Regions from separate parts of the Mus musculus genome. Here regions 2, 3 and 4 are each linked to region 1. The links are chromatin contacts, called in public HiChIP or PLAC-seq maps. All regions are on one chromosome and are shown on one strand. The core of a region is the stretch at or near the end of the contact, and the rest is flanking DNA. Distances in the headings are between cores, read along the strand shown.

Region 1 (6,525 bases), core at 1,268-3,767:
TAATGACTCTGAGTCTTAAATATATTTACATACAAATGCCTTGGCCAAATACTCTGGGTCGTTCCCTGGCTAGCTTAGAACTTAACCATCCCGTTATTCTATTCCAAGTTCTGTCACGTGACTGGTTACCTGGTCCTCAGTTACTTGTGACCATCTATCTCATCTATGTCTGGGGCTGAATCTTTCTTCCTCTCCCCCAGAATCCTTCCTCTGAACTGGACCTTCCACCTCCCTGTTTCCTGCCTAAGCTAATAGGTTAATAGCAGTTTTATTGACGGGCGACTCTTCCATACAGAATGCGATTCTCTCTACAACTTGTACTGTACAGCACTTGTGAGGGATGGCCTCCCTGACTTAATTCAGAGCAGCTAAGCACCCTTCATCCTCCCTTGCAGACTCCAGGCTTTAGAAAAGGTCTAAGCCATGCAGTCTTCACTGAGAGGATCAGGCTACTCTCTCTTCCTTACAGGTTTCCCTGGCAACTGATGAATAAGCTCTGCTGACTCTGCAGCTCCAGCTGCCTGTGTTTAAAGATGCTATCAGCAACTCTCCTGCTGAACTGGGCCTTCTCCTGCCTGTAATACTTTCTGTCACCTGATATCGACAGAACCATACTAATAATTAGCACTCGCCTTTTCTCTTTGTTTGTTTGTGCTACTTAAACACTTGCAGGTAAAGTGGATTCCTGGTAGACAGCACATAGTAAGGCCTTGCCTTTTCATGCCATAGAACAATCCTTGCTTTTATTCCTTGATCTCTGCTTTAAACAGAAAGGAGGAGAGAGAAAGAGGAGGGGAGGCTAGAAGGGAGGTAGGCATGCCGTCCTTCTTTGCCAGGGTTTCAGCAGACACCCAAAAGTCCATGCCTTGGAAACTCAATCCTTAAATTGGAGTTGCTAATTGAAATGAGGCTTGTAGAAGGAGGTTCTTCAAATGAGGCGATGAGGGCAGAGCCCAGTCCTTGTTAGCTCTATTCCTGTGAAAGAAACCATGGCCAAAAGACCTCTGGGTCATGGTCTGTTGAGGGATGCCAAGGCAGGGAAACTCAAAGCAGGAACCTGGAAGCAGGAACTGAAGAGGCCACCATGGAGGGGGTACTGCTTAACAGGTGGCTCCTCATGGCTTGCTCAGATTGCTTCTTTATACAAGCACCTGCCCTGGGGGGGGGGGGGTTGAGGGAGTGCATGGGGGGAGGGACATAGCCCACAGGGGACTAGGCCTTCCCAAATCAATCAAGCCTCCTACAGAACCATCTTATGGATGGTTTCTTCCATAAGATGTTTTCTCCCTTCAGGTTTCCTCTTTCCAAATGACTCCAGCTTGCGTCAAGTTGACAAAACTTACCAGCATGGACTTTCCATAAACACCACCAGTGGCTTTACAGGAAGAAGTGAGATCTGAGCAGGCAGGCTTGTCTGTCTGGGCATGTGACTCTCTCTATCGCATCAAGATGCAGCAGGAAGGCTGGCACACAGTTCTTGAATATCCCTGCCTCTGGAACCTCTATTCTTTATAAACCATCCCGTCTGTGGTTCTGGCAAGAGGAATAGGAAAGAGACCCAAACACACTGCCTTTTGTAATTGTTTATCTAGTGCATTTTTTAAAAATTGTTTCATATGATCCCAAGGAATTTGCAAATCTGCAGTGCCTTGCTGAATTAGTGTGTATGTTGGGGTAAGACAGCAGCGGAAGGTTACAAATATCAACTAGGAATGGGCAGCTGGGAACATTCAGACTGCCTTTCTTGCCAGAATCCAAAGTGGATTTTTTTTTTTTTTTTAAGTGTCCCTGTGTAACCCAGGCTGGTCTCAAACTCTTGATCCTCCTGCCCCAGCCTCCCAAATGCTGAGATTACAAGCATGTTCATCACGACTTTCTCACCCTGACTTTAATGAAGATGCCACGAGCATGCTTCCCTATTAATTTCGTTCTCACACGTCCTTTTCACGGAAACCACCATTTTACACTGGAACTCATTTATCCAACCACAAGCCGGGAATCTCAACTCCTCAGGTCTTCCCGCTACCTCGAGGTGGCAGTAAGCCCGACCAAAGTCAGCGGACGACCTATGTGAGGGTTTTGAGAAACCATTCCCAGTGCTGCATGACCTCCCCCCCCCCTACTGCTTTGGGCCCAGGTTCAGACCCCACCTAGGGAGCTCAGGAGTTAAGCCATGGACATCCCTTCCCATCTATACCAGGAGTCTGAGATAGCGGGAATTGCTTAAGGATGGCGGCCCGTGGCTTCACTTCCTATTTGACAACGGAAACCCGACACTGCAGTGGGACGACAGATCCTTCCGCCTTGGAGCTAACGGAGATCGCGGACCACACCTCCTCTGGGAGACCCCGCGCAAGACGGAAGTGGGAGGGTCCACGCCCTCAAAGCCCATCCGTGATTGGTTGGAGCCGCCTTAAGCTCCCAGATCTTCAGCAGGGACAACGCCCGCAGGCTAGGCATGAAGGCGGCGACACCGGTGGTGGTGACGGCGGCTGCTCCTGCGATGGAGCCGGGCCCTTCTGTGTCCCCGGGGCCTTCGCGCTCCTTCAAAGAGGAGCTGCTGTGTGCCGTGTGCTACGACCCGTTCCGCGACGCAGTAACTCTGCGCTGTGGCCACAACTTCTGCCGCCGGTGCGTGAGCGGCTGCTGGGAGGTGCAGACGACGCCCTCGTGTCCGGTGTGCAAGGAACGAGCGGTGCCCGGGGAGCTGCGCACCAACCACACGCTCAACAACCTGGTGGAGACCTTGCTGCGCGAGGAGGCTGAGGGCGCGCGCTGGACCGGTCGCCGGTCCCCGCGCCCCTGCCGTGCGCACCGTGCCCCGCTCACGCTCTTCTGCCTGGAGGACAAGGAGCTGCTGTGCTGTGCTTGCCAGGCCGACGCCCGGCACCAAGAGCATCGTGTGCAGCCCATCAAGGACACTGCGCAAGACTTCCGGGTGAGCACCGCGCCAGCCCGCCCTGGGGACCCCCGGCCTGCCCCTCCCCCTCCTCCAGGCCTAGCAACCATCTTGCCCCCGGTCCAGGCCAATCTGAACAACGATGGGGAATAGTATGGTCTGCAGACATTTGGGCTTGGCGCGGTCATTTTAGAAATGGAAGAGGCCAGGACCTAGCAGAGTTCTAAGGCCTTGAGATTTCCCCTGCCCAGCAGTGCCTTGATCAACGGGTTACAGAGCCGTAAGAAAGGCCTGTGGCGCTTGCCTGCTGCCTTGCTCCTCTTACTCTTAGTATCCAAATATCTGGAGTTCCAGTGGTTATAATTAAACCAAGAGCAGCTGACACAGCAAAACTAGCATGGCGGGGAAGGGTGGGTGTCGGGGCTGTAGGAGATCACGCTAGGCAAGTACTTTACCTCGCAGCTGCACCCCAAGCCTACTTTTGATTTTGAGCCAAGCTCTTAAATTAGCCAGGATGGCCTTGAACTTTTCTTTGCTTGCCTCAGCCTTTCGAGTGGCTGAGATTGCAGGCTTGTGCCACCAGGCCCAGTGAAAAAGTCTTTGTTCTAAAACAGAAAAAAAAAAAAAAAAAAGGCAGACATTTTCGATAACAATTTGACCTAATCGCTTAGATATGCATGCTCCATTGCTTTCCAAAACATTCATACTGACATATTGACTGATTTTTCTTTTTTTAAAGGGTTTCTGAAATGTCCATTTTACTCTGGCAGTATCTTGTTACTTTTCTCGTTTAAAGTCATTGATGTACTGAAACAGCTAAATTTGTTTCATCAGCCACTAACACACGGGTCAGACCCACAGTTGGGAGGGCCCAGGGTTAGCCACTAGGAAGCCTGACATAGTGAAAAGGAGGTACTGTAAGAGCCCACTGGGCCTGATCTTCAGACGCCCTTTCTCCACTTGGTGAAATGTCTTTTTTTGAGAATCAGCAGTTGATGGCAGCTCCATACAGATTGGAAGCAGAGCAGATGGGTGCTGTCTACATCCACGTTCCTCCAGTTATCCATCATATTAGCTCAGCAGTGGTTCATAGTGCCTGTTCCCTCGTTCATTAGTGCTAGATCTCTTATTTGGCATAGCTGAAATAGACAGCCTAGAAGTTTAGGTCCTGGTTCGAATTCCCCTGGGCTAGCAAAGGTACTGATTAGCATGGGTGGTGTCCTCAGAATGGGGTAAAACATCAACCGAAGGCCTGTGATCCAGGGGACAGAGAGCGTGTGGGCCTGGAGACTGCCTTCTGTTCTTGCTGGCTGCCTCGTTTTGATTAGGAGGTCCGAGGGACACTGGAAGTGAGATAGGTGGTAATAATTCCCACTCTCTGGGAGCTTCTAGCAAAAATCTAAAGAACCTAGAGGCATTAACCAGGTGAAGGAGGTGAGGGGAGGTTTTTGCAAGAAGATGCTGCAGCATATAGAAGATTCTAGAAGAGAGGAAGCTTTGGACACCAGGTGAGGCCAGAAGGCTGAAGTCTTATTCTGCATCTTAGAATGGTGGTGCAAAGCCAGTGGGTGCTCAGTGTGAGTGAGCCTTGAAGAGCAGGGAGTGGGGCTGATCTGAAAGATCCCAGGAGTCCTCAGGCTGTGTGCTCAGCCAGATGCAGTGTGGCCTCTTCATGATGTATTCATGTGTGAAATAAACATCCTAAGAACCTCTTTGATTCTCACACCCTGTTCTAGATATTGCGGCTGCTTAAGTCCGCAAGACAGCCCCCCTGTTCTACTCAATTTCATCTTGACACAGCCTAGGGTCGTCTGAGGGGATTTCAGTTGAAGGATTGCCTCAAATGGATCAGCCAGTCAGAGAGATTGTCTAGATTGGTGATGGGTGTGGGAGGGCCCAGTACATTGGTCCTGCCTGGGTAGTGTAAGGCCAACGTGGGCTCTTCCATACCAATCAGAGGGGATGTCTTATAGACAGCATACCTCCATTATTTCCATAATTTCTACATTAGTTTTGCTTGATTTCCTGCCCTGATATCCCTCAGTGGTGGAGTATGACTAGGAAATATAAGCTGTAATAGACCCTTTCTTCCCAGAGTTGCTTTTTGGTTGTCATGGCAGCAGAAACCAAACAAGAACACTGTTTGCAGTAGTCGACATTTCAGAGGAGTTGGTGAGGCAGTCATTAGATAAGCTGGTTCAGTGTGGTTGGAGATGGGTATGGCTTGTTAAGGGAGCAGGCAGCATAGGAATGACCCACTGTCAGGTAAGAATGGTGAGATTGACTAAGCTTGGCCCTGCCGGGTACCCTCAGGAATCCCAGAGGTGGGTGCTTAGAAAGATCCCTTTGGCCTCCGTGTTGATAACCCAGCAGCAATAATCTCTGAGGATTTCTTACTCTGTGTTAGGTGCCCTGAAGTATTAACAAAATTTACTGTCCACAGAACCCCTGAAGCTGTATGAGGGTTAATCTTGACTGTGGCAGTAAAGTACAACTTCTTGAGTGCCTGCAAGTGTTCCAAGAATGGGACCCTGACCCTGTGAGTGAATCCTGGTTCATCACTTGATGGCCTCCTGAGGAGGTTAGGTAAGGTAGGAGACAGGGCCTAGCTTGAGGAAGGCAGTTTGTGGAACTGTTCTTGGAGGCTGTGTCCTAAAGCTCCTATCTCTGCTTCTTGGCCACCTCTGGTCCCCCCCCCCCCATACTCCCACCCCTGTGAGGGACAAAGCTGACACTTTCAGAGCAGCAAAATGAAGAATTCTTTTCTCTGGTTGTCCTGTTGGGTTTGTGGTTCACAGTCCTGCAAAAGTAATAAAGGTTGTGTGTGTTCGTTTTTCTATCACTACGGCGGGGCAGACACATTCATGGGACACTGAGGGGGATGGTGATGAGCTGGGACTTTGTCCTGATGCAGTGGGACCTGATGGAAGGAAGGGTGACAAGATTTTGGAACATGTCATAGCGGATCAATCCAGAGCTCAAGAAAAAAACCTGAATGCTCAGAGGGACCAGAGGAAGTCCTCGAGTACAGTGGTCACAGGTTTGCATAGACACACTTTGTGTGTGTGTGTGTGTGTGTGTGTGTGTGTGTGTGTGTGTTAATGGGGTTGTGGTGTGTGTATGTATGCAGGGGCTAGAGGTAGGCAAGGTCAGCCTTTCCTTGATCTCTCTCTCGTTAAATTTTGACACCGGGCCTCACACTAGATCTGAATCTCCATTTTGAGCTAGGTTTGGCCATTGAACTCCAGGGATCCAGAGCTGAGACTACAGGTATGTGGGTGCTCAGGACCAGAATTGAGGTTCTCCTACTTCACACACTTTACTGGCTGACTCGCCTCCCCAACCCCACGTTTCTTCTCAAAGGGAAAAGTATCCCAGCAGTATGGCTTAGATGTGCTATTGCTTATGTGTATACGGATAAAGTTCCTCATATAAGCAGTGACCAAAGGAAGTTGGCATACTGCGTCTCAGTAAAACTAGAATCAGTGCCATTCTAGCTGGGAGATTAGTTTGAGGTTGTTTGCATTGGTGAAATGAAATCTTTGTCCTTGGCAAAGAGTTGTGAGTTTTCTGTCAACCTTAATCCAAATTGAGGTTCACACTCTTGGAGAGAGCAGGGTGCTTCC
Region 2 (6,525 bases), core at 1,965-4,464, 460 kb after region 1:
TCACTCACACACAAATACACCCACTCACACACACACACACAAATATACCCACTCACACACAATCACACACACACTCACACACAAATACACCTACTCACACATACACATTCAAACTCACAATGCACATACACACACATATACACACACTCTCACACTCACACACACACATTCAAATACACACTCACACATGTACATACACACACACTGACACACATACTCATACTCATACACATACACATACATTCACACATGCACACTCACACACACTCAGACACAAATACTCACACTCACACATTCAAGCACACACTCACACACACATTCACACATGCACACACTCACACACTCAGACACAAATACTCACATTCACACATTCGAGCACACACTCACATATACTCACACTCATACATACACACATACACTCCTAATCACACTCTTCTTCCAACTAGATCCTACTTTTCTCATTTTACCAGCTACCAATAGTTCAATTTTTTTAGCCATCCATGGACTAAGCACAATTTATGTGAGCAGCCCCTTGCCCTGTGGTCTAATCATCTTTCGCAAGCCTTCACAGACACAAGTGGGAGTGTGCTCTACAAATCTCCTAAGGTGTCTCTCAATCCAATCAAGTCGGCATTCAAGATAAACCCTCAGGCCACTTAAACCTATTCTTCTGGAGTGCCATCTGTCAGCTGGGTTAAGGAGCAGGATTAAAAGGGAATAAAGAGACAGTGATAAATGCTACCAGGCTCTTTATCTGAGCCACATCTGGTGGGGCCCTTGAATTGACTTTCTCTTCCATTTGGAACTGGCTCTGCCTGCTTCTCTGGGGAGAGTACACACAGAAGTCATTTGACTGACTGACACTGATCAAGCCCTCAAATTGATGGCTCACCTCCAGTGGCACCTGATTGTCCTTTAAAAACATCTTCTACCACAAGTACCTTGTCTCTTGTGATGGGAATTTGCCAAACACTAAAGCATTCAGTGACTGGTGTGGTTGGTGGGGACCAGAGGAGCTGTGGAGCACTCGGCACAGACCCCTGGGTAGGTCTTTTCTACATCCAGCAGTGTGGGTGCCAACTGTGCTTAAGGAGAAGGGGACTGGCCAACATCTAGAAATCCTATGCTCTATTTTGTCCGAAGATGCTTCTGGGAGGATCTGTAAGGAATTTAATCAAAGAGGACTAAACTGAGAAAATGACAAATTGGGCTGACAAATGAGGGCTGGGCTAAAATACTCCCTGCTCTTCTGCGGAGTCAGTCGTGTTCTTCTCTGCTTAAAACTGACACCCTGATGGTCTCTGCATACAATCCCCTTCTCACCAACACAGACTGGACTCCTTCTGCCCTCTCCAACAGCTGCCTCTGCTTCTTCAACTGTGCCTCGTGCCTGCCTGTGGGGAAAGTTCTTCCATATCTCTAACCTCTTTCTACTCTTCTGCCCCTCCCAGATGCCAAGGCTATGTCAGATCTTCTGGGTACATACTCTAATAGCTGCCCCCACTTACAGTGCTTACAAGATTGTTAAGCAGAAGTGTGATTTGTAAGTAGATATCTGTGTCTGGGAGGTCCTGACTCCATGGTGTACCATCTTGGATATACCAAAACCCAGATGTGCCCAAGTCCCTTCTCTACAAGAGCATAGCATGTGTGTATTAGCTCTGCACATCTTCTTGTTTACATCAGGTCATCTCTGCATTACTTGTACACAGAACACAATGCAATGTAACATAAATCATTGGTATGTCCTATTGCAATGGTTCTCAGCCACCGATGAAATAAGCCAATTCAAGCCGAATAGAGAGTCAAAAAGCAAATTTATTTGGGGGCAGCTCTCGGGCAGGCTCACTAGTCCCAATGAAGAGGGCCAGGGAAATAGCCCTGCAAACACAGAGATAGGGGAGGGGGAAGGGAAGCATGTGCACACAGGGAGAGAGAAGTGGAGAGACAGACAAACAGGCAGACAGACAGACAGACAGACAGAGACAGATAGCAACAGAGAGCAGCAGAAAGAGACAGAGACAGAGACAGAGAGAATGAAAGCAAAATGTCTGGGTTGTATAGGTAAGAGTCTCTAGGGGAGAGGAAGCCTAGCCCCTGGACTGAAAAGTTCAGGGTAGGAGGTGGGGTATGCCAGCCATATCTTGTAACAGGTATGGACTGAGGGATGCTGGGAGAACCTGAAGGCCAGGTCTGCTTTGATACGTTAAATAGACACCTCCCAGTCTGAAATCTAACACTTCCTAAAGCTTCAACCATTTATTACAGTTCTTCATGTTGTGGTGACTCCCAACCATAAAATTATTCCATTGCTACTTCATAACTGTGAATATCTGATATGCAATATATCTAATACTGACCCCCGTGGAAGGGTCATTCAACCCCCAAAGGAATAGCAACCCACAGGCTGAGAACAACTGCTCTATTGTATAAAGCCTAGTGACAAGAAGAAGTCTATACATGTTTAGAACTGATAAATGTTTCACACACACTATATTTTAGTATGTGTGTACTCACGTGTGTGTGTGTATATGTATTGAATGTGTTTATATTGGGAGTGAGATTGCTCACCCCTGTATGTGCCTATAGAGATCAGAATACATGCCAAGTGTCTTTTCCCTGTCACTCTCTGCCTTATTTGTTAGGCGAGGTCCCCAACTGAACCTGGAGTTCACCACACTGGCAGGATTAGTCTGACATCAAGCCCCTGGGATTGGCCCGCCTCTGCCCTATCTGTACTGAGGTTATAGGTGTGTCCCGAAACATCAGGATTTTACATAGCTACTGGGGTTCTGAACTCAGGTCCTTATGCTTGTACAACAACATCTCCCCAGACCTTCTCCAAATATGCCTGATCCACAGTTGGTCAGAACCACGTGTATAGGACCCATGGATTTTGAGGGCTGGCTGAATTTAGTTAGCATGCCTCAACAGAACCCGAGCTCCATTTGGTCCTATGGGAACCATGACTGTTAGAATTTCTGTTTGTCTTCTCATCTAATACAAAGCCTAGTGCACAGCAAGAGCTCAGAAATATCCATTGATTGTGTAAATAAGTTGAGTGACCTCTTAATGCTAAGGAAGAACTCACAACTTCCTGCCCATCCTGGTTCTGTGTTTTTCTCGTTCTTTCAAATGTCAGTCTCACTCTTCCCTAGTGACTGAACAATTCTCTTCAGCCATCCCTGGCCAGGGCTCACACAAACAAGCACTGAGCACGGTGAGGCAGGGCTCTTTGCTGCAGATCCTCATTGTCATTCAGGTACCACATTTTCAGTGCCTCTTCCCGTAAATCAAGCTCTCCCCTCTCTTCTCAGAGCAATCAGCCTCAACCTTTGAAATGCTATTTTTCCTAGAAAACTCTTTGCTCTCAAGAGAAAAATGAAAGCTATTAAACACTCCCTGTACTGACCCATCTTTTCCTTTGCAAAAACTAATGTGTTAGAGAAAATCTTTATTGACATACCTTGGATCTTGGTCTCAGTTGTGACCACACTGTGTGGGTTTGTGTGTAGTCAAAACTCACCCAAACTGGAGGTAGCATTTCTAACATTAAACGCCACAAGTTTCACTCCATTGTTATCCATGGTGGGGAAAGAGGATGAGGTGTCAAGATTTAGCTAAGGATTTAGATTCGAACTTGGATTCTGGAAATCCCTTTACCAACTGTGAGACCACACCCAGTTTCTTAACCTCCCAAAGCTTAGGTGTTTGTCTTTGTACTATGGATACATGGGTGACAATATAGCACACAAGGTCATTGGGGATAAAATAAGTGATGTGTATGAGTGTTTAAAAATCCCTAGACCTTCAGAAGTTAGTTGTTGTAGCTATCGTCAACACTGACCTGGGTCACCTTCTACTGTAGGGTCAGATTACCTATCTCACTCCACAAAGTATTTTCCAGCTCACCAGGAGCCCAGTCAGTTCTTCAAGAATGATCAAGAGGTTAGGCCACACCAAAAACAAGGAGGGAACAGAATACCCAGTGTACAGGGCAGGTCCTTAGGGACTCATCTGAGAAGGATGAATTTAACCTCACTACATTTATTTATTTATTTAATGTTTAAATTTTTCCACTGGGATTCAGAGTCCATGATGCTTAAAATTCTGGCCTATTGAAAAAAATGTTTTCAACCAGTAATGTTACACATAGTCCATTATTGTCACTGTATCCATTTACCAGAGACTGGGTAGTTCATTAAGAATAAAGGTTTAGTCAGCTCATGGTTCAACAGATTGGGAGATACAGGTCAAGAGCCTGTCCCTAGTGGTTGCTTTTTTGCTGGTAATAGGGAATGAGGTGCTGAGAGGGTAAAAGTGAGTGACAAAATCAAACTGGTTTTCGTAATGTGCACTATCCAGACAATGCACTAATCATTAATCCATCAGTCTGTGAAGGGATTAACTTACTAATAAGGGCTCTGTCTCATGACCTAATTACTTCTAAGGGTCTCACTTCTTTCTTAAGTAATGTTGTACTAATTCTTTGAGAATTTCACATAGGTACCTAGTATATTCAGGTATATATTGTACATGGACCATAGTCTCCCCACATTGTCTATCCCACTCCCTCTGAACCCCTTCTTTGTCTCAATACATGCTCCCCTTCCCAGTTTTCATGTCTGTTTTCATGACTCCCTGAGTTCAATTAGGGTTTTTTGCAAGTATGTGGGTAGGGTGTTTTTTTTTTTTCCTTGTGTGTGGGTAGCATATTGATGGGCTGGATCTTGTGCAGGTAACCACAGCTGCTGTGAGTTTGTGTTGTTCAGTGGTCATGCCCTGGCTAGAAGGCAGAGTCTCACAGCACTTCTTCAAGCCCCTCATACTTAACATTAGCTCCGCCCCTTCTCCTGAGACTTGAGCAGGGAAGAGGGGGTGATACATATATCCCATTGAAGGTTAAGTTTCTCTTCTTAATGTCTCACAATGGAAATAAAAATTCAGCATAAGCCTTGATGGATACTGAAACTCTAACAAGCATCCATATCTTGTAGAATATGATGCTCTTGAAAAATCAGCACAGGGAAATGCTACAGTCCTCGTTTGATCCACTCAAAGAAGTAATGGTGGGGAAAGAAATAACTTGGATTGTCAAAACTTCCCACAAAGAGCCAGCTGCCCCATCTCTAGATTCCTTGCTCTAAATAATCTACCTACATGCCCCAATATGCCAGCTTCCTGAGACTTCAGTGAGAAAAAATATATATCACTGACCAAAAGCATCAGAGGAGAGAAAAGAGTTTGTTCAGCTTAGCATTCCAGGTGATAGTCCCCACCAAGGGACATCAGGACAGGACACTTGAAGCAGGGATTGAAGGCAGCCCCTCTTGCTATACCACACATTATTATATCCAAGGAGCTCACTTCACAGCAGAGAAGTACAGCAGGAACCATAGAGGATGCTGCTCTCTGGCTGGCTTGTAGGCTCTCTAGTACTCAGCAAACTGTCTCATGTACTTCAGGACCAACTGCCTAGGGATACCACTTCCCATGGCTGGACTCTCCATTAACTAACAATCAACAGAATCTCTCATAGACATGGATGTCCACCAGACCAATTTGATCTGGACTATGTCTCAACTGAGGCTGTGTGGAGTTAATCGGGACAGTGCTGTGTACTGGTTCTTCTGTCTTTTGCCAAATTCCATGAGACACACATGGTACGAAACATCCCAGGCTATGTTCCATGAAACAATAACAGACCAACTTCTTAAGAAGTTGAAGTTGAAGGGCATAAATCAAATCCCACACTTGACCTTGGACAACCCAAAGCTCCAAACCACGGCAGCCCTCCAAATCTGATTTCGACAGATAAACAAGCAATGAAAACCCCTAAAGCTAAGCAATCATCACCCTGATGATTCCCCCATCACCCACTTCCCTTATAATGAAGGGTCTGGCAGGGAATCTCACGCATAGCATACACCTGGACAGGTCTAGACTGCTGTTGACTTCAAAGGAACAACACTTCAACTGTATAGAAATCTTGAGCACAGTCATTGGTTTGGTCTTCACTGTTGATATGGTTGCTGTGTGCTGGTTCAGACCATTAGTCTGGCTGTTGGCTCAAGATCACAGTAGTAAGCTGATCACTTACTGTGGATCCAAGGGCAGTCAATATATCTTAATTGAGCTCAGCATGTGCTAGACAGAATGAAATGCAACTGAGAAGTGTTTTTGCTTAAGGCAACAGAAGCTACACCTTGCTAACTGGAAATGTTTTAAGAGTACTGTATCAGCAAGCTCACAGAACTGCCAAGAATGTGAAGGATGACAGTAGGGTCTGTCAAAAAGACCCCAGAAGGAACACAGCTGAAGTCACACCACATCCATCAAATGAGGGCACCATTTCTAGATCTGATGGTTGTCTCAGAGGCTTACTCCTGAATAAGCTCACCCTTTCTAGCTCTTTTACCACTTAGGCTAGCAGGTTCAACTCAGCTGTTCAGCTCAAATGCCTCTCCAAAGTGACTGATTCAATCTGGCTTCTCTCGGCTTCCAACTGAATTGCTCTGCTTAATC
Region 3 (6,525 bases), core at 2,436-4,935, 410 kb before region 1:
CATAAAGTAATTTTGTACATGTTCAGAATTATTCAGTTAAAGGGGAAAGTACATTATATTTCTGATAAATTTACTAAACCACTACCAGGGGAGGTCCTGGTATTGAACCCAGGTCCTCACACACACTAGGCAATTTCTCTACCACTTAGCTGTACCTCTGGCCAAGCATTTCTCTTATTTATACTTATATTATTTATATTTATATACAGTTTTCTGTCTCCTCATCCATTTCCTTTTGATCTTTTGATGTATAGGCAGATGAGATTTTTTGTTCTAAGTTAAATGAATTTCCCCTAGTTTGTCATCTTTGGAGCTTACAATATAGTGTATAGTGTATTTTACACACAATAATTTTTATGTAATTGTGTTTTCTTTCCTTGTCTCCTTGGATAGCATGGTAAAAAGCAGACTTATTTGTTGTAATAATTATTTTAATCTCAGATCGGGGGTTCTATCCCAACTTAGATCATTCAGTTCCCAGATGAAAGACATACAACTTTTATATGTATAATAAGCCTTAATCAGCACTAGAGCTGGGCAGCACTAGAGCTGGGCAGATGTCTACCCTCTGTGCTATTATGTCTACTTCCCTGTCAATGACCGAGAGTTATAACTTCCCATGTTCCATCTGGCCTGCTCTTAACCTCAATTGGCCAGCCCTCATGGCCATGCTTTCATAATTCATCTACCCAGTGGCTCCTCTCCTCTCTCCACTTCTTTCTTTCCCCTGTGGTCTCCCATCCCCACCCTAAGCAAGCCCAGGAACAAAACCCCACCTATTTCTCTTCTGCCAAGCTTATAGGCTGTAGGTATCTTTATTCAACTGATAGTTTTAAATTAAGGCACAAGGTCTTGTCCCTGGGGACAAGAGTATTTAATGACAGTATTTAGCATTACAATACATAGCAATAGACCAAACCTCAACACATACTCTGAAAACTGTAAAACAACCACAGCAAACAATGAGGAAAGGGGTGGACAGTTCTATCTACCTTTCTTACAGGAATTATACTGGAAGAGAATTGTTACCTGGAGTGATGAGGTAAGGCTGGAGGAATCCCAGCTGTTAAATGCAGATGTTAGCACCAGCACAACCATTTTCATAGGTGCTTGATGAACCTAACTGGCTGTCAGTGTGCATGGACATCACAGAATCAGAGGAAACACCATGTGCCTCCTAATGGTGCATACTCCATGAAGGGCTTTTGCTCAGAATTGCATCTCCTCTTTTGGGATTATGGCTCTAGCACATTCCAGGAAACATCTGGGACAGTATAATATCAAGGACATGCAGCCAGCTGTGGACACAAAAACTTAGCTCTCACCTTAAAGGGAATAGAATTTACTTTAGAGCCAAATGTGAGAGACCAACCATGGCCCAGGAACATGGAACCAAGTTACCTCAAATAACATGGTCCTACCTTTAACAGTTTTATGAAGTTTTTATAGTAACAGAATGAGAAAAGTCATAAATTAAGATATATACATATATATGTATGTACATATATTCATATATTCATTCTTATTTGTTTGTTTTCTTCCTCACATGCATGTGTGTATATGACAGGAGTCTGTTCTATCCCTCCAGCATGTGGCAGTATGTGGGATCTTAGGGATGGAACCCACATTTCAGGCTTGGCAGCAGGTGTCATTTACAAAGCCATCTTGCTGGTCTCAAATCAAGGCATTTAAAATATTTATATTTTTATTTTATGAGTATGGGTGTTTTTGCATGTGTGTGTGTGTGTGTGTGTGTGTATCACATGTGCAGTGCCTGAGGAAGCCACAAAGGGGGGGGGGTGTTGGATCCCCTGGAACTGGAGTTAGAGACAGTTAGCTGCCATGTTGGTGCTGGAAATGAAACCCAGTTTCCTCTGCAAGAGTTACAATCAGGAGCCTCAAATCAAGGTATTTTAAAAATACACTGGGGGCAAGGGAGGGGGCTGGAGAGATGGCTCAGCTGTTAGGAGCACTGGCAGCTCCTCCAGAAGTCCCAGTTTCAATTCCCTGCACCCACACAGCAGCTCACAACTGCCTATAACTCCAGTTCCAGAGGCTCCAACACCCTCCAACACACAGACAGTGTACATGCAGGCAAAACACCCAGGCACATGAATTATAAATAACGTTAAAACACATTGGTGGGAACATCGGGTTGGTGGTGAGTTACAGCCAAGTAGGGAAATCTCTGCTATGGACCTCAAATGATGGGTGGTGGCATTCTTAACCTTTGGGTTGGCAGAAGGTGGGAGTCTGTTGACACATTCCAAAGGGTTTACCTAATAACCACAAGGACGTTAGATCACGATAAATGGCTATCAGGAAACTCAGGGCAACCCAAGAACTGGATTCTGAGCCTTTACCATTCTGGCTCTCTAGAACCACAGGCATTATTTGTTATCACCACCCAGCTAGCCTTGGAGAGCGCGCAACAGGTGCAGCTTCTCTTCCAGTTCTCACAGCACAATCCAGACTGTGGAAACCCTGCAGGGAAAAATAGCCTGGATTCTTCAACAAATGGCGCCTATTTGTTGGGGAAAAGGAAGCAACAGCCTGTAAACCCAGAAACAGCAGATGGTGTGTGGACTCGGGGGTCCTGACTGCATTCTGGGTGGCATTCTGACTTTACCTCTAATGGATCCCTTTGTGGCAATGGGAGTGGGTGGTGACGGCACACACAGACAAAGATGGCTGCCGCTTTTTATCTACTTGTTATACATTCTATGGCTGGGATTTGTGGGTCATGGATCTCTTCACTTTTGCTAAGTGCTGAGTTCTCTTTTCCTTTTTGAGTTGTTTTTATTGGTTAAATGTATCCTTTGGCATTTTATTCATGTATATAGTGTATTCTGTTTTCTCTCACCTTTCCCCTCCTCTTCCTGATGAGTCTCTTTCTCACATTCATGCATCTTAGCTTTGGTTTGTCACCCACTGATTTTAACCAGGAGTCCATGTGAGCGCAGACTGTGTTTGGAACTATTCACCATAGAGTGGTGGGCTCACGATTGGGTACAACTGAAGACAATGACTGTCCCTCCCCCAGAGTCCATCAGTAGCCGATAGCTTGGCATGGCTATCAATACGAGCCCCTCCTTCATCTGTTACTGACTGTTGACATGGCAATCTCGTACAGGCCCAGTGTAGACAAAGTAACTGCTGTGAGACCATTTGCCATGGCTGTGTCTGCTTGAAGTCCGTCTCCTTGACTTCCAGCTCTTAACATTTCTTTCCACTCTTCTGATGTTATCTGAACCTTAAAGCTTGTGGTATAAATGTCCTGCTTAGAGCCAAGCACTCAACCCTTACTTATCCTAAGCACCTTAATCACTTGGTCTACATTTACCACGCCATTCTCTGCAAATCAAAGCCTGATTAAAGCTGAGAGCAGTCTTCTTTGGTCCGGCCCAGGTTTGGAGGGCTGTTTCCTAAGTGTACATATTTCTACATGAGACTAAAGCCGGTGTGTGCTGCGGACTTCTGCCTCCACTGTTCCAAGCCTGGTGCCTCCCTTAGCCTAGCTCCCACCACTCCTGAGGAACAGCAGAGCCCCTTTCAAGAGTTCATAGAATTTTCTTTGTAGGCAAACTTTCCTGTGCCCTTACTAGGAAGAAAGAGAAGTTGGTGAGTAAGACAGAGTAGGCTCTAGTCTCAGAGGCCTCAGTGACAATATGGCTGGCTGTAAAGGTCAAATGTGTGAGGTAATGTATGCAGAAGAGTTTGCAGAGAGAGAAATGGTATGTAAACCTAAGGAGAGACTTCAGTTTCAATTCCTTCTCCTCAAGAGAAGATTGTTTTCAGCCCCCAAGCCATAAGAATATAAGAAATGGGAGTAAGGGAGGATTGTTCAAGCGTAAGAGAAGTCTCTCTTTGACTTTTTGCAATCAATCACTATTTAATTCACTGACCCAGGAGTGTTAATCCCTGCTACCCAGGGTAGAAAAGCCCAGGTCAGCCCTTTAGTCACCTGGAGAAAGGGTGTTTGGGGGACAGGGAGAGGGACGGGGAGAGGAACAGGGTGAGTGTCTGGGATCTGGTGAAGGGTTGAAATGTGTGAATCAGAGTTGTCTGTGGCTAGGTATCTCAGGCATCAGGGTGAGTCAGATGGCACAGCTGGATTTTCTGGCTCCAGACTAAGCTAGCATCCTATTCCTCTAGACACAGGAGGGCCCCGGGCCTAGAGGCAGACAACTGGCCCAGGAGGCCAACTGATTCTGAGTAGGGGGGATCTGTGTGAGCTGGGGAATCTGAACTGGCTTCCATTGGATCCTGGCCTCCTCTACCTAGTGTTAAATTCCAATTACCCATAGGTGTTTGCGCCTGCAGTCTCTGGGGTTCAATGGGGTTCACTGAAGAGCAAACTAGTATAGCAGGGTGCAGGTGAGTGTGTCTGCAGCAGTGTGGGCAGGAGGACAGGGCCTTCTGACTTGGTCCTTATTCCTCCTCCCCGGACCCATTACCTAGGCCTTACTTATGGACCAGTAACCTTTTACTTTTAAAAATTCAATTTATTTTTGTGTGGGCAGACATGCATGTGTATACCATCACGAGAATGCTGCAGAGCACATGAGGAGGCCAGAGGATAGCTTTCAGGGGCTGAGACTTTTCTTCCAGCTTATTGAGACAAGGGCCCCTCTTGTTTCTGATGTGTGTTTACTCCATGTTAGCTGGTACCCCCCTGGAGATTGAACATTAGGTCTTGGATAGAACAAGCAGACACCATACCATTGAGCCACATCCCAGGCAGAGTTTCCAAGTCCTTCACATAATGATGACTTCATCCGAAGACTCATCTTGCAGAAGGGACCCTATTTGGAGGTTCTAGTCCTTGTCACCTTCCCAAAGAGTTTGGGAAAGATGGCCATGGGCAAAGATGACAAGAGGAAGGTCCAGGGAACCCAACTGGTTAGACAGCTGTCAATCACTTTGTTTTGGTTTTCAATCTTACCTTCAAGATGGGGTGCCTGGAGTCCTAAGTCCACTGCATCTTTTATTCTTCTCCTCCTGAGAAGGAGCCCTAATCCCCAGCCCAACAGGCAGGTGTCTGACATCCAGCACTTAAAAAGGTAGAGAGGTTTTCCACCCTGTGTCCTCCATTTCTTGCCTCATCCCCCTTTCTACCCAGTACCCTCACTTTCTTCGGAGCTCTTCATCAGGCTCTGTGGGGTAGGCTAGCTTTCCCCAGAATTATCCTTCCAAACCAGCACTGTTTCCTTCTGCTGGAAGTGTTGCTGCCCTCCCGCTCCCAGACCTCCTGGGAGTCCAGTTCAGTTGCTGCTTCTTCTCCACCTTCTTCCTCTCTGCCCCCATTGCTCTCTTAGTTCAAGTGTGCATTGTCTCTTGATTTGTTTGGAAACTATCCAATCAAATGCAGACGCAGGCTGGAATCTAGGCTTCCGATTGGCCCACTGAGCTTCTATGCTCACCCTCACCCATCTCCTTTCCTCCTGGACTTCCTGTAGCACAAACTCTACTCCCCCTGCTGAACCTGTCCTGCTCCTCCATGAGGCTGCGCTGCACCCTCTGCACCTGCTCTCTGTTCTCCCTCTCTTTTCTTTGCCATTTCCTTTACCAAGACTCCTCCTTGCTTGAAAAAAAAAAAAAGATATCTCAGTTTCGATATCACTTCTGCAAACTCTCTTCTGCCCCCACCCCCAATCATTTGAGTGAGAATGGTCCCTATAGACTCATAATGTTTCAATATTTGCTTCCCAATTAGTGGAACTGTTTGGGAAGTATTAGGAGATGTGGCCTTGTTGGAGGAGGTATGTCAGTGCTGGTGCTGGTGCTGGTGCTGGTGCTGGTGCTGGGCTTTGAGAGTTCAAAAGCCTTGTGCCATGACTATTCTCTCTCTCTCTCTCTCTCTCTCTCTCTCTCTCTCTCTCTCTCTCTCTCTCTCTCTCTCTCTGGAACAAGCCCAATTAAACCCTTTCTTCTATAAGTCGCTTTGGCCATGAGTTTTATCACATGGGAAAAAAAGCCAGTAAACTATATGTTCGTTCACTTTGGGAACAGAAATGTGATGACTGTTATGTCACCAAGTGCCTAGCGTAGCATCTGCCATATAGAGGACACATAAAACACTGTCCAGTGCTGGGCAATGGTGGCTCTCTCACACCTTTAATCCCAGCACTCAGGAGGCAGAGGAAGGCGGATTTCTGAGTTCAAGGCCAGACTGGTCTACAGAGTGAGTTCCAGGATAGCCAGGACTACACAGAGAAACCCTGTCTTGAAAAACCAAAACCAAAACCAAACCAAACAAAACAAAACAAAACACTGTTCAGCAAGTGAATAAATGAATAAATAGATTCCCCTGGTCAGATTAAAAAACCACGTGTGGGGGCATGGTGGTGCACACCTTTAATCCCAGCACTCGGGAGGCAGAGGCAGGCAGATTTCTGAGTTCGAGGCCAGCCTGGTCTACAAAGTGAGTTCCAGGACAGCCAGAGCTATACAGAGAAACCCTGTCTCAAAAAAAAAAAAAAAAGTTGTTTTTTTTTTAAGAAAAAGGGGGGGGGGGTTGGAGAG
Region 4 (6,525 bases), core at 2,816-5,315, 340 kb after region 1:
GCTACAGTCTCTTCACTGCACCTTCCAGGAGTCTGAGTCATCATGTCACCATGCTTTAAAGGGTGACTAGAGTGACTAAAGAGTGTGTGTAGTATCCACACAGTGGACTTTACCCAGCCATAGGAACAAAATGATGTCATTTGCAAGAAATATATGGAACTGCCAATCATTGTGCTAAGTGAAATAAGCCAAATGCAGCATGTCAGACGTTGCATGTGTGCAACTTGATCTATGAATATATGTGTATAACATACATAAATATCACATATGACATGATTGTAGAATGTAAAACTATTTGGGAAAATGTAGGGAACTAGAGCGAAGCTAATGGGGTGAATACGGTCAAAGCACATGACATATTTGAATAAAAATGTCATGTTTATAAGCGATTATTTTGGATAATAAATATAAGCTGATAAGAAAATTAAGAGTAAGTAGCAGATGACTATCTTCCCATTTGTCAGCTGGGGGTTAGCAACCAGAAGGCTCATACTGAGCATTCGAGCTACAAAGATTGAAATTCGAAAGCTGAGGAGGTTTGGAAACCTACCTGGTTGAAGTGAGTAGCCATTGTGGTTTGTGCAATAGCTAGTTAGTAGTTGGTTTAGATATCATCTCATGTGTTAGTCTTAGAGATTTAAGAATTCCAAAGAACTTAGTTCATGTTTCCCTCCATAGCCTGTTTTCTTGCAGACAAAACCACTTGCCTTATCTACCATGGAACAGATATTAATGAGAAGGAATGTTCATGGCAAAGGGTAAGAGAATACAAAACTAAACAATGGTGGTCCCTCTAGGAGATAAGACTCCCAAAGAGCAACTCCTCCACATTTATTACACAAGGGGTGAAAGTCCTAGGGGTTCTAGATCAGCCTCCTCCACATGGGGAGGGATCTTAGTCTCTAGGGTTGAAAGAGCTGAAGTTCTTGTCTGTGTGTCCACGAGGATTCCTCTGTGCTTGAAGTTTCTGAAGAAGCAAGCCACTTATGTATATACTCTTTAAATACTACTAAATTCAAACAAGTCAAACATAGTAGGTATTATGTCTCTAGGCTCGGGGGTAGTAAGATTTTACACATAAAGGAGAAAGAAATCTATGTACTAGGTCTTCAGTGTTCTAGGACCTCTGGTCTCATGTGGCTGTTTCTCTGAACTCTGTGGCATACTGCTATTAAAAAGTCTCTAAAGGAGACACTGAAAGTGATAGAGGAGAAAGTGGGGAAAAGTCTCGAAGATATGGGCACATGGGAAAAATTCCTGAACAGAATAGCAATGGCTTATGCTGTAAGATCCAGAATTGACAAATGGGACCTCATAAAATTGCAAAGCTTCTGTAAGGCAAAAGAAACTGTCAATAAGACAAAAAGGCCACCAACCGCTTGGGAACGGATCTTTGCCAATCCTAAATCCAATAGGGGACTAATATCCAATATATAGAAAGAACTCAAGAAGATGGACTCCAGAAAATCAAATAACCTTATTCAAAAATGGGGTACAGAGCTAAACAAAGAATTCTCAACTGAGGAATACTGAATGGCTGAGAAGCACCTGGAAAAAAAATGTTCAACATCCTTAATCATCAGGGAAATGCAAATCAAAACAACCCTGAGATTTCACCTCACACCAGTCAGAATCGCTAAGATCAAAAATTCAGGTGACAGCAGATACTGGCGAGGATGTGCAGAAAGAACACTCCTCCATTGCTGATGGGATTGCAAGCTGGTACAACCACTCTGGAAATCAGTCTGGCGGTTCCTCAGAAAATTGGACATAGTACTACCGGAGGATCCCGCAATACCTCTCCTGGGCATATACCCAGAAGATATTCCAACTTGTAATAAGGACACATGCTTCACTATGTTCATAGCAGCCTTATTTATAATATCCAGAAGCTGGAAAGAACCCAGATGTCCCTCAACAGAGGAATGGATACAGAAAATGTGGTACATTTACACAATGGAGTACTACTCAGCTATTAAAAACAATGAATTCATGAAATTCTTAGGCAAATGGATGGACCTGGAGGGCATCATCCTGAGTGAGCTAACCCAATCACAAAAGAACACACATGATATGCACTCACTGATAAGTGGATATTAGCCCAGAAACTTAGAATATCCAAGATACAATTTGCAAATCACATGAAACTCAAGAAGAAGGAAGACTGAAGTGTGGATACTTCATTCCTTCTTTGAATGGGGAACAAAATACCCATGGAAGGAGTTACAGAGACCAAGTTAGGAGCTGAGGGGGAAGGAGAGACCATCCAGAGACTTCCCCACCTGGAGATCCATGCCATAAACAACCACCAAACCCAGACACTATTGCATATGCCAGAAAGATTTTGCTGACAGGACCCTTATATAGCTATCTCTTGTGAGGCTATGTCAGTGCCTGGCAAATACAGAAGTGGATGCTCACAGTCAACTATTGGATGGAACACAGGGCCCCCAATGAAGGAGCTAGAGAAAGTACCCAAGGAGCTAAAGGGGTCTGCAACCCTATAAGAGGAACAACAATATGAACTAACCAGTACCCCCAGATCTCCTGTCTCTAGTTGCATATGTAGCAGAGGATGGCCTAGTAGGCCATCAATGGGAGGAGAGGCCCTTGGTCTTGCAAAGATTATATGCCCCATTACAGGGGAATGTCAGGGCCAGGAAGCAGGAGTGGGTGGGTTGGGGAGTGGGGCTGGGGAGGGTATAGGGTACTTTCGGAGAGGAAACTAGAAAAGGAGATAGCATTTGAAATGTAAATGAAGAAAATATCGAATTAAAAAAATTCTCTAAACATCTTTTTTTGGAAAATGAGTAATGCTAACACAAGTTTGTTCAGGAAAGGGAGCAGAAATATAGGGCTTTTGTGATCTAAGTTATTGTTTCATATATACATGCAAGAGAAGACTGTACCTGCTACATGCAGCTGTAGCCCCATGCTCCCAAGGTTAGCTCAGCATCGCAAGATTTAAGGGATTCTAGCAAGTGTTTGGAACACTCATCCTCTGTCCGAGTCAATAACAATGAAAGACATAGGAAACGGGAGCCAGAATGGGAAAATTCTTGTTTGTTCTTAATTCTCTGAAGTTCTTTTGACTTCACGAAGTCCTAAGTTAACCAGAGCGTGGAATTTGTCCAGACGAGATAAATAATAAAATTGGTTGTGTACGTTTTCCACTCAAACAAGTTTAAAAAAAAAAGTAACAAAAGAGAAGAAACTCTTCTCCAAGGTTATATTTTCTTTTGAGAACTGGAAACAAGTGCACTTATAGACACTGGTTGAGGGAGAGATTGCCTTGAGAGCATATAGTTTTTAAAACTCCGTGTAACCAAATGAAAGGTGGGTCATATTTTAAAAGACTTTATTTTCCTTGAACTACTGCAACCAAGTCTAAGGAGCTTTCTCTGGGCTTGTGTACTTTTTAAACATCTGCAAATAATGTCAAGCACCTACACATTTGCCACCACCAGCCACACACTTCCTTTTTTTTTTTTTTTTTTTTTTTTTTGGTTTTGGTTGTGGTTGTGGTTGTGGTTTTTCGAGACAGGGTATCTCTGTATAGTCCTGGCTATCCTGGAACTCACTCTGTAGACCAGACTGGCCTTGAACTCTGCCTCCCAAGTGCTGGGATTAAAGGCATGCCACTACCACCATTGCCAGGCGACTTCTTGACTGAAATAAACCGGGCCGGGAGTTGGACTAAACTTTTCAAAGTAACCTTTGGGGAATTTCCGTGAGCACATTATCTATTCAGTAAGAACTTGGAAGGGAGTCTGCTTTTGGTTGGTTGGTTTTTTATTTGGTTTTGTTCTTTAATGTATTTATCAGCCTATTGATAGGGGAAACCCAGAGAAGGGAAGGAGAGGGAGGGGGATCAGTATCAAGCGTGGAGGGATGAGGGTAAAAAAGAGGAAGGGGTAAACGGGAAGTAGAGATCGAAATGGGACAGAGAAACAGGAAGGGAGAGAGACGAAATCCACTTTTTAAATAAGAAGGAGAAGGACAGTAACCCCGAATTTTACGAAATGTGCGGGTTGCTGCAGAGGAATACGGTAACAGCTGGAGATTACGGTACTCGCTAGGCTACAGCCTGCCTGTACTACGTCAACCCGAGCTGCAAAGTTCCGAGCCGCTCTTTTCTGTGTCCAGGAACTGAATATCAAACTGGTGATCGTGGAGTTATTGGATCGCTGTATTTGTCATTTCTTTTCTCTGTTTTCAGTCTTTATTTTAAAATATCCAGGAGAAGCAAGAAGCGAGCCCGGAGTTTGAGGGCTCAGCAGTGGTGGGGTGAGTCAGCGGGTGCTAAGGACTGGGTCTTGGTCTTTGGAGACCCTGTTCTCCTGCAGAGAACCAGAGGGCTCTGCGAGGACTGAAGGTCCGCTTCTCCTGGCGCCAGGGCCTCCGCAGCCGCGCAGCAGGTGAGTAGCGCAGCGGTGCGGAGCGCCGGCATCCCGCAGGGCCGAGTTGTGGGGTGGGCTGGTGTGCCCCTGGACTTAGCCTCGATTCTCCGCTTTGGGACTGGCTTTGAAACCAGCACCCCAAACCACCAGGTTTCCCTGATTTGCCATGGGAAGTTACCTTCTAGTTAACAAGTGTCATTTTAACCCATATATAGACCCCAAGTGGGAGAAAGCGGGTTCCGCAGTGTTGGTGTGGTTTGGTTATCACCTGTGAGGGCTTGAACTTGTGATTGTTTTCACAGCAGCCTGCTCCTGAGATCTCAGTCTTAGGGCTGTACCCCAAAAGACAAAGTATGCAGGTCCCGAAGCCCCAAACCTCTGTCTTACATCTCCTGGTCTGGTCCTTTTGCAGTGTAGAAATCGGGTTATTTAGGCAGATCGTGAACCCTAGCCCAGAAAATCCCAGGCTTCCCCGACTGCTGGCATGGGGACTTGATTTTTTTTTTTTAAGTCCCTTAGGGAATCCGCAGTGACTGCTACTCACAAAGCCTGGTCCGAGGAATAATGCGCTCCCACCCAGGTCTCCCAGAAAGCCCGGGTGTGGCTTGAGACTGGAATCCCTACAGCGGTCGCCCCTTGAAGATCCTGCCTGAATCCATCCGGGCCCTGTTTAGCTCTGGGAATTGGCTTTGCTGGGAACCTAGCTCTTTCTCGAGGGTGACTTGGCTGGTAGGCAGACCCGCGCGCTCTGCTCCCACGAGCGCAAATTCCGCGGGAGAAAGCGTACGCGCGGCCCTGCGGTTCCGTGCTCTCCGAGGTTCGCACTCCCAGACCGCCCTCTCCAGGTGACTATGGTGCAACCTGTTCTAAGGGAGACACGGAGGATCCCCACACCACCCCTGAGATTCTACCGGCTTGCCTCTGTGCGACAACCGCAGCTGCAGTCGAGCATGTGGAGCTGAGGTGGTGATGCAGGAAGGGGGCGTTTCGGGGCTTTATTTTCTCCAACCTATCTCTCGAAATTCAGCTTCCAGCTACTGCAGCTTGGGGTTTTATTGTCATTATTTGAGGTGGGGAGTTTTTTTTTTTTTTTTTTTTTTTTCTCTCTTGCTTGCTTTTGTTTTGGATTCTGAACTTGGTCAGCCAAGGCAAGGTGAAGCATTCGAAGGCACCTTCCCAGAGGGGAGGACTGGGGAGGACTGCAGAGGGGGACAGAGCACGCAGTCCCCTCCCTTGTCCCGTGTTGCCTACGTCAGGGCCTCACAAAGCCACTCATGGACTGCAGAGCGGCGGGCTCCCAGCAGGAGTCTGGTTACTGGGCGAGCTCCCCAGGGCCTGGCTGTCCAGGGCGACTGGCTCACGGACTGCCTTTTTCTTTGTGTTTTTTATTTTCAGCTGAATTCAGATAAACGAAGCTCCAGGGCCACTTCGGTCTCAGCAAATATTCCAGACCCATGTTACCTAGCCAGAACTCCTAGAAACTGGAGCTAGCGGTATCCCATAGATGGGCGGCCAAGTTGAGAGTCACTGCCGGTCAGCTGCAGCGCCCATTCGCCCAGCGTCCCTGCCTTGAGCTTCGAAGGCTGAGCCACACTTAGCTAACCATTTCAGCAAAGACTAGTCACAGACTCGTGAATTTCTAATTGCGTGGATGCACAGGATGGATCAGAGTGCACAGAGAAGCGGATTTTTGTAATTTCTGGTGGCTTTCACAGCATGTCCTTTTAAACCTTTGGAAGGTGTCCCCAGAAGCCCAGAGCGCGCCTGGCCATGTCTCCTTTAATGCTCTGTTCCTCAACGTGGCCCTCTGAGGGTTCCCAGAGCTGCTCCAGGCGGTTTACAACAGGTGTGTTCTCTCCCTCCCCCAGCCCAACCCAGCCCGCAGGATTCCCCCAAGCGGAGATTTTTTGACTTGGCTTCCTCAGGCTCACGTTTCCGCCCTCCGCCAGAGGGTGGCCGTCCAAAGCCCGACCTTGCCCCCTCCCTGGGACCATGGTGCTTCTTTCTGAAAATGCTTCTGAAGGCTCCAACTGCACCCACCCGCCAGCACAGGTGAACATTTCTAAGGCCATTCTACTTGGGGTGATCTTGGGGGGCCTCATCATTTTCGGGGTCTTGGGGAATA

Evidence for each region. HiChIP or PLAC-seq counts read pairs in DNA pulled down with a chosen protein or histone mark.
Region 2: an H3K4me3 HiChIP or PLAC-seq map of embryonic stem cells shows a contact between it and region 1, with 5 times the contacts expected there. The contact joins the enhancer-like site here to the promoter of 1700001G11Rik in region 1. A contact is called at or near these places in 10 of 115 datasets of contacts at active chromatin or transcription factors (embryonic basal ganglia, embryonic midbrain, embryonic stem cells and 4 more).
Region 3: a contact with region 1 is called in an H3K27ac HiChIP or PLAC-seq map of bone marrow-derived dendritic cells, with 2.7 times the contacts expected there. The contact joins the enhancer-like site here to the promoter of 1700001G11Rik in region 1. A contact is called at or near these places in 3 of 484 Hi-C or Micro-C datasets (cerebellar granule neurons, cerebellum and palatal mesenchyme) and 2 of 115 datasets of contacts at active chromatin or transcription factors (bone marrow-derived dendritic cells and double positive thymocytes).
Region 4: an H3K4me3 HiChIP or PLAC-seq map of embryonic stem cells shows a contact between it and region 1, with 10 read pairs. The contact joins the promoter of Adra1a here to the promoter of 1700001G11Rik in region 1. A contact is called at or near these places in 2 of 115 datasets of contacts at active chromatin or transcription factors (embryonic stem cells and large pre-B cells).

Annotation. Positions count from the first base shown.
Region 1 is chr14:66,294,612-66,301,136 of GRCm38.p6, forward strand. It overlaps 1700001G11Rik (RIKEN cDNA 1700001G11 gene), which reads right to left and starts at 2,518. Exons shown (of 3, transcript NR_038077.1): 1 at 2,198-2,518; 2 at 1,344-1,533; 3 at 716-975. Trim35 (tripartite motif-containing 35) reads left to right here and starts at 2,414. Exons shown (of 6, transcript NM_029979.3): 1 at 2,414-2,938. The coding sequence starts at 2,459.
Region 2 is chr14:66,754,032-66,760,556 of GRCm38.p6, forward strand. It overlaps a transcript of Adra1a not described here. Among named protein-coding and RNA genes, the nearest start is that of Gm5464, 110 kb to the right of the region's middle. Within about 2 kb of position 3,215, at least 2 of the 459 cell types and tissues checked have an H3K27ac peak or open chromatin away from gene starts, as enhancers often do. A contact at or near this core is called in embryonic stem cells, where this site is marked.
Region 3 is chr14:65,879,381-65,885,905 of GRCm38.p6, forward strand. No RefSeq gene overlaps it. Among named protein-coding and RNA genes, the nearest start is that of Gm41181, 20 kb to the right of the region's middle. Within about 2 kb of position 3,686, at least 39 of the 459 cell types and tissues checked have an H3K27ac peak or open chromatin away from gene starts, as enhancers often do. A contact at or near this core is called in bone marrow-derived dendritic cells and double positive thymocytes, where this site is marked.
Region 4 is chr14:66,631,186-66,637,710 of GRCm38.p6, forward strand. It overlaps Adra1a (adrenergic receptor, alpha 1a), which reads left to right and starts at 4,066. Exons shown (of 4, transcript NM_001271760.1): 1 at 4,066-4,418; 2 at 6,269-6,525. The coding sequence starts at 6,393.